2 separate regions of the Zea mays genome follow, and region 2 is linked to region 1. The links are chromatin contacts, called in public Hi-C maps. All regions are on one chromosome and are shown on one strand. The core of a region is the stretch at or near the end of the contact, and the rest is flanking DNA. Distances in the headings are between cores, read along the strand shown. Region 1 has its middle 83 kb from the start of LOC100274679. Region 2 has its middle 36 kb from the start of LOC103626981.

What was found. A called contact is a pair of places that touch in the nucleus more often than the background predicts.
Region 2: a contact with region 1 is called in a Hi-C map of leaf, with 7 times the contacts expected there. The contact joins two enhancer-like sites. A contact is called at or near these places in 6 of 25 Hi-C or Micro-C datasets (bundle sheath, ear, leaf and 1 more).

What each region holds. Positions count from the first base shown.
Region 1 is chr5:144,123,844-144,127,761 of Zm-B73-REFERENCE-NAM-5.0, reverse strand. No RefSeq gene overlaps it. Among protein-coding and RNA genes, the nearest start is that of LOC100274679, 83 kb to the left of the region's middle. Within about 2 kb of position 1,826, at least 15 of the 20 cell types and tissues checked have an H3K27ac peak or open chromatin away from gene starts, as enhancers often do. A contact at or near this core is called in bundle sheath, ear, leaf and 1 more, where this site is marked.
Region 2 is chr5:144,420,702-144,424,619 of Zm-B73-REFERENCE-NAM-5.0, reverse strand. No RefSeq gene overlaps it. Among protein-coding and RNA genes, the nearest start is that of LOC103626981, 36 kb to the left of the region's middle. Within about 2 kb of position 1,604, at least 10 of the 20 cell types and tissues checked have an H3K27ac peak or open chromatin away from gene starts, as enhancers often do. A contact at or near this core is called in bundle sheath, ear, leaf and 1 more, where this site is marked.

The DNA of each region.
Region 1 (3,918 bases), core at 577-3,076:
ACATTTAACATTTTATGTTGCCTTGTTCTTAATTCATAGCATTTGAGAACAAGTCCCCAACAAGGTCATCAATGTTCAATGACTCAAATTTTTCCTAAGAGCTTACTATTACTTGATCTTTAGGCCAACTTTTACCTTTCAAGTTAAGTTATTACCTTTCTCTAGATTGGCCTGATCTAGCTTATTCACTTGGCCTAATCTAGCTTCCTTTTACATAACACCATTCTTGTTATACTTGTTATCTACGATGATGGTCAGTGATCCAGTCTTCATATCCAAGAAGTAGCGGCGATCCTAATCGATTAATACCCAGCTGGGGATCTCCAACCACACGACATATGTAGCACTTAACCCTTGCATATGTCAACTCGCACCCAGTTTTCTCAAGACCAGAATGGGTTCACGCGACCCGAGATTACATTACCCCACCATCCAGCCACTTGCCAGGTGGGCACACGTTACTCCCGCCATCTCTCCACTCCCAGTGCGTGCGAGCTGTTCTGGTATTGGTCCGGCCGAGGCTAAGCTTACCCATGACGAGGCATGTGGCCAGTTAAAAGGTCCTAGATCATGTAAACCAACAATCGTTATGGTCCTTACACGACATAGACGGGCGACCTTTCCTGCTCACGTCTGGTCCCAATTTGAACTATTTCTCAAAACCTTGTACCTATCGGAGGTACCATGCTTGAATGATGAAGTTAATAAGGCCTTTGATAATTTCATCACTCCAAGCCCTTTTTCTTTGTAAAAACATGATTAATACATCAAAACATTTTGTTCCTAATCTATCAGCATACTAAGCATGTCTACATTTTTAAATCAGTTATCAAGCATGGTAATCAATAGTTCAAGCAAGTTATGCAGCAAAGGTTTAATCATTCAACCCTTATCACCTAATGAATCATATAAGTGATAAAAGTTTTTAAAAGCACAAGGAATTTGTTGAATGCACTAGGGCATGCCTTGATGAGGAGGAGAGTCAAGCTCTTCTACCAAAATATTGCAGTTGGCAGCAAAACCTACTGGAGCACCTTCAGGAGGACCTTCGGGAACAACTTCAGTTGGAGAAGCTTCAGATGGAGGAACTGGTTCCTCTTCCACTTCTTCTTCTAGGTGTTCTACAACTCAATCACATGTATATGAATGCTTACGTAATGATATGCCATGCAAACTCTCACCAGGGAGATGTGGAAAACTTAAATACTCTTAAATAAGCATATGATAATTATACTCATATTTCTAGGTTACTTAATGTTGGCTCAAAGTGATCAAACTAAACTTACTTCAGAAAATCAGAGAACTAAATATTCTAAAGCTTGTCAACCTTGCTGCTTAACGTTTTGGATTATTTAAGTTTTATCTAAACCTATATTAGTATCAGGGTTTAGGAGTTTCAATATCCACATTTAGCTAGTTTATGGTTTTCTGGACAAATCGACTCCAAACAGTCTAAGATTTTTACCAGGGGTTAATCTAATGGTAAATAATTCTTCCACAAGTGTTCATCATTTTTGGTCTTTTGGTTTTATTTCTAAAATTATTTTAAGCGTCCTAAGGGTACTTTTAAATGACTAAGAATTCACCTTTTTCTGAAAAAATACTAGGAATAATTTTAATAGGAACTACGCAATTTTGTGGACTCTACAAAATTGGTTTGGTAATTTTTGCAGTTTTCTACAATTTGTGATGAATTTTGCAATCTGCTACCAAAAATCAAAAGAACTACCTACACTGGGCCGAAAACTCAGACTCGGCCCACGAGTGCACGGGAAACCGGCCCTACGACCAGCAGTCCGTGCCCGCACTCGCAACTTTACATCTACGCCGCCACTGCGCTAGCAAATCTATTAGGAGTCTGAAACCCTATTCCTTTGTCTCACTAACATGTGCACCGAGACCCTTCTTCTTTCTTTTATTCCCAACATTAGGTCCCTGATTTAACCCCGACGAGCGCCGGCCAACCGCCATGCAAACCCGCCGGTGACGGCCTCCTCTGACGAAGCTAAACACCCAGACGTGATCCCCGAGGATGACACACCCATAACCCGCAGTGAACCGGACTAAGATGACATATAGCCTTACTATCCATGGCGGTGGCAGCATACCGACCTCCGGCGAGCCCAAACCATGGTCTAGGGCATGGTAGCGTTCAATCCAAAACTATGGTGAGTACCAGTGATCTATCTAGCACACGGTGCTCACATAAGTTTACCCGGGAAGGACATGGTTTGGTCAGTCCACACGAAGGTGGTCCGCGGCGGCATCCTGGACAAACCCGACGGCGTTCTAGCTGGGATACCACGGTAGCGTTCAAAAGGGAAACGCCATGAGCATCACCATCACATATGGGTTATGAAACGCGAACAACTTGAACATATTACGTTCTAGGTAAGGCTGACCACGGGGAGAGGTGGGTGATTCGGTGGGTGTGGTCACCACTGCCAGGGTTTTCTTCGAGTTCAAGCTTTCACAGCTTAGTAACCAGGTTCCTGGATCGATGGGATCGAGGTACGGGAACATGGTACACGGTACGCTACTAAAACTAGGTTTTAACACTACGGGAACGAGATTGTTCTCACGTTCCCGGAACGAGGAACGTGGCCACGTTCACAGTTCCCGGTTACTAAGTTTCACAGTGAACCAAAGGAATGGGGAAAGATGGAGGAGGTAGGTGTAAGGGATCAACAAGGACATGGTGAAACTGCTATGGGATCGACATGGCATGGGGAGGTTCAGCTCTTTGGTTTTTGGATGATTATGAACAGTCACCCAAGGCTGGAGTTTCTGGGTTTTTTGCCTGAGACTTAGCAAGGGTTAACTACACTAATAGGTCTCCCAATATTACTGCATGGTCAACATGCAAGGAGAGGGCTTAGAGGGGTAGCAGATGTGGAAAAAGCTCCTATGGACAGCAAGAGGGGCTGACAGACAGACCACACAGCCACAAGTGTGCTCAATTCACCACACCCTCCAGCTCATCCAAAAATAGTGCATGATGTACACATATTTTTCACACCACAATGCTTTAGCCTTCATCTTTATCCTTCAGTTAACTAGAAGTAACTGAGGCACATGAGGGAGGAAGATATTTTCAGAGTATTGGACTGTTCTGAACTCCATCAGTTTAACAACAGGACCCAGTTCACCCCGCAGTTTCTCACATTTCCACACAAGGATCGACCTGTCTTGCTTAAACAATATTGTTCACCAATTGTAGGTCAACAAGTTTACTACATTCTTCTAGGTCCAAAGACATAAGGATCACAAACTATAGGAGCTTAAAGTTGGCTTCGATTTTTTGAAACCATATTCAGTTGAGTTGAACTGAATCTGAACCTCACAACCCGACAGGGCATTTTTGGGCAGCTTTTTTTCACTTTTTGTGTAGGATCAAACCCAACTCACTTAAGGAGACTTGTTCCAAAATATTTGGTCTTCAGATTTTTTACAATAACTTTAGTCCAAAACTGTCTAGAACAGATGTCACACAACTCCAAAGTTGAGCCAAACACTGAAATTCAGCACTGGTTACTATTCACTATCTGAAAAACTCCAAGGGTCTGACAGCCCATTTTCTAGCACCAATTACTCCATTTTTTATGTAGTACCAAGTCAATCTATCTTAAACAAACTTGTACACTAATGTATGCTATTAAAATTTGCTACAAATAGCACGACTTAATATCATACAGATCAATAAAAAAGAATCTCCCAAAGTTACTAAAAACACACAATTTCGGGCTCTGAAATTGCACTAAGTCTGATATCTAGATTACAGCATAGGATTTTTGGACCAAATTTTCTACCAGTTACACACAGCTTTAGGAGCATGACCTTTAATCAAAGTTATTCACCAACATGTGGTCTTCCACTGTGTTACAATACCCCAAGTCCAGAACTGTATGGATTAGCCAC
Region 2 (3,918 bases), core at 355-2,854, 300 kb before region 1:
CTTTCTTGTGACTATTTAGTGGTGTTCTGACCTGCAGTCCCTGTAGCTATTTGTTAGGGGATAGTTTGGTATACAATTGGTGTTAAGGTTGATCCCGCGTTACCATTTGAAATTATGGGATTAGGTGGTAGTCGAGATACAAGTTCAGTTCAGTGGTGTAAATTCAGTTGTAGGTAACTGAAGAATTGTCAGTTAACTGAATTTGTCTCAGTTTGGACAGGTGGCTGCTTGCTTGCTTGTTTCCTGTGTGCTCGACGTGGGTAGCAGAAACAGGCAAAAGTTTTGTTAGAATACCCGTTTAGGGTTTGGAGTAATTACTGTCTCGTCCCTCTGTAATGGGCCTGGCCCAGTTTACTCAACTCTATTAATACACCACCCAACCCCTGTTAGGGTTATGGGTTTTGCATCATTCAATATCCTGGAGCGGGCTGGCATGTCTGACTGCAAGTCCTGCTCCACGCCTGTCGACACTCAGGCGAAGCTCTCTGAGGACGACGGGCCTCCGGTCGCCGACGCGACGTCCTACCGGAGCCTGACCGGCGCGCTCCAGTACCTCACCTTCTTCAGGCCCGACATCACATACGTCGTCCAGCAGGTGTGCCTGCATATGCACACTCCGCGGGAGCCCCATCTCACCGCGCTCAAGCGGATTCTGCGCTACCTCCGCGGCTCCCTCGACTACGACCTCCTTCTCCGACCATCCCGACGTCGGAGCTCGTGGTCTACACCGACACTGACTGGGCTGGCTGTCCCAACACGCGCCGGTCCACCTCCGGTTACGCCGTGTTCCTGGGCGCCAACCTTGTCTCTTGGGCGGCCAAGCGTTAGCCCGTCGTCTCTCGCTCCAGCGCTGAGGCCGAGTACTGTGCCGTAGCCAACGGCGTGCCAGAGGCCTCCTGGCTACGCCAGCTCCTCCACGAGCTCCACAATCCCCTCCAGCGCGCCACCCTCGTCTACTGCGACAACGTCAGCGCGGTCTACCTCTCCACCAACCTTGTGCAGCATCAGCGCACGAAGCATGTGGAGATCGACCTGCACTTCGTCCGCGAGCGTGTCGCTGCCGGTGACGTTCGGGTTTTCAGCGTCCCCACCACGCTGCAGTTCGCCGACATCTTCACCAAGGGATTACCGTCGAGTGTATGTTTAGACTTTCTATCCAGTCTCAACATCTATACAGGATAGAGTTGTGACTGCGGGGGTGTTAGAATACCCGTTTAGGGTTTGGGGTAATTACTGTCTCGCCCCTCTATAATGGGCCTGGCCCAGTTTACTCAACTCTATTAATACACCACTCAACCCTGTTAGGGTTATGGGTTTTGCATCATTCAACAAGTTTGAGTGCAGGTTCTGGTGGCCGAAGCTGATTCAAGATATGGAGAAATGGAAAGATCTCAGCCCCATGATTGTGCTGACATTGCTTGGTTGGTTTGGTTAGAGAGTGGCCTGGGAGTTTCTGGCGCCTGGTAAAGTGGAGTTGAGCTGAGAAGATTCAAGTCCGGGAGAGGTTCAAAGTATCTGCGGTGGAGTCCTTATCTGCCTGGTCTCTAGCTGCGTTGCCTGCCCAAGATCGATGCCTTGTTGTGCCTGCGGTGCCGCGTGGTGCTGGACCTAAGCTTCATGCCTACTTGCGAGCGAGCCGCGCTCGCGTGCGCACGACCTAGGGCACCGTGTGGCCCATGATGTCGCATGGCTGCTTCCCATTGGTCATTGCCCCACCCTTGAGTTGAAGATAGAGCCGACGTCTACTTCTTCAGACCGTGCGCTTGCTGAGTCTAGTTTGTGTTTCATTACACGGAAAGGAGAACCAGTGCAACGCTCCTCATCCTTGCAGCTGCCTCCGGGCCACAGCAGTCACACGTCGGGTGGTTCTCAGTTCCAAGTCACTCACTTCCTTTCACCGTGCGGCCTCGCCTCGTCCTTGCCCTGGTCCGGCACCTTGTACCAGCTCATCGTTTCCATCGTCGTGTGTCTTGGCCGTGACGTGTCCAATCTGCTCCACCACACACCGCGTTCTAGTCACAGCCAGCGACCGGTGCTCGTGGTCTCTGTGCCCTCCGGTTCTGTCCCGCCTCGCGCCTAGCAGCCGCATCCATGATGTCGTCGTCGTGGCTGCTATGCGCGTCGTGAGCTCCCTCTCATCGCGCTCGCATCGTCGTGTGCTCTACTCGTTGTGCCGCACCGACTTCCCGCTCGGTCACGCCAATCCGTCATCGCCTCATTATCAGAACAGCAAGAAGTGGTCTACGAAGGAGCCTGCTCCTGTTGATCCAGCGGTGGATTCCATCTAATTGCTTATCGCGTAACACAAGATCTCAGATCTTCTCTTGTAATAAGACAAGTCTCAGTGCATTTGTCACTTCCTTATATTTTAAATGTTTTATCATCTTATATGATGTTGTGTGATAAACAATTAATGCATTACCATTCCTTGGAAATTCCTGAATCTTTGTTTTATAAAAAAATTATTATTGCTTAGTTCTGCTTAGAAACTCAAAAATCGTTTTTTTTTTCAAAAAGAAATGGTGTGTAACATTGGTTATGGCTTTTTGATTCAAAAGTCAAAGCAAACTTATGTTGATGAGTCCAGCAAGGCCCCGGATGGGTTCATCATCCGAAAAGAGTACCCCTGCCGGGTACCAAAAACAGAAAAATGGATTGAATAAATCGAGACCAGACGTTGAGCAAACAAGGTCTTCTGTCTCTGTCGATTAAGGAATGTATTGTTGACTGGCCTGTTGTGGTTGAGACTTTGCAACTAGCCACATACCCTGGTATGGGACAGGGTAAGCTTGAACCCGGCTATTCCATATGTGAAGAGACAATCGCGCACTGGGAGTGGAGAGATGGCGGGAGTAGCATGTACCCTCCTGGCATAGTAGCACGCCTGGTAGGCTAATGTGCTCTCCGGTGGCGCGGACATGTTCATGTAGTGGAGGACTCCGTGGGAACAGTTGATATATGTAAGGGTTAAGTGCTACATATGTCATATGGTTAGAGATTCCCAGCTGGGTATAATCGGTTCGAATCGTCGTTGCTCCTCGGTTATAAGACTCATCCCGGTGACCATCTTCGTAGTTAGCAAGTGAAATATGAGTATGGATAAAATGCAGCTAGTATAAGCCAAGTGCTTGAACTAGATTAGGCAAATCTAGATTCAGGTAAATACTTAACTTGTGAATTAAAACTTGGTTTAGGGATCAACTGGTAGTAAGCTTCTCTGCCAAAAAGATTGATAAGCTTTACCTTGAGTCCCGAATCCAGCATACCCTTGGGAGTCTTTTCTTTAGTCGGGTAAGTCTTGCTGAGTAATTGCATACTCAGGGTTTTATTCCCTATGTTGTTGCAGGAAGGGTTCTTGCTATCTTTAGCTCCTGATTGTTGCTTCGTGTGGATGCCTTGAAGATTTTAATGCTTAGGTGTATTTCTTATGGAAAGGCTTCACCTTCCCAAGTGTTGTATTAAGTTATGCAATTTGTGTACTATCAGGACTTGTAATAATTATAACTCTTTCTATCATGTAAAACTTGAGCTATGGAAGTGTAAAGTGTATTTTGTAAAAGTCTTCCGCTCTATCTGCAATGCGTGTGTATCGAATGTAATTACTGTAATGTACATGTTATGTGGTAGATCCTTAGGATGATGAGTTCCAGTTGATGGACTCGGTAGCCTTGTTAAGTTACCCGGTACACGTGCACAACCATCTGAGGCCATTAAGGCAAGAATTGGTGCATGTGAGCGTCATAACTTGGGAGGGCTATCACAGGTTTCTTTATTTCCGATGGGTGCGCGCAAGCACACCCGTCGGGTGTAGCCTTCGAGGCCCCGAAGGAGTGGTTGATTCCTTCAGGGTCTTAACCTTTTGCCTTTCTGAATGTGGTGGACTTTATTTGTCACTTAGTCGTAGCTCCCGTCCCCGTA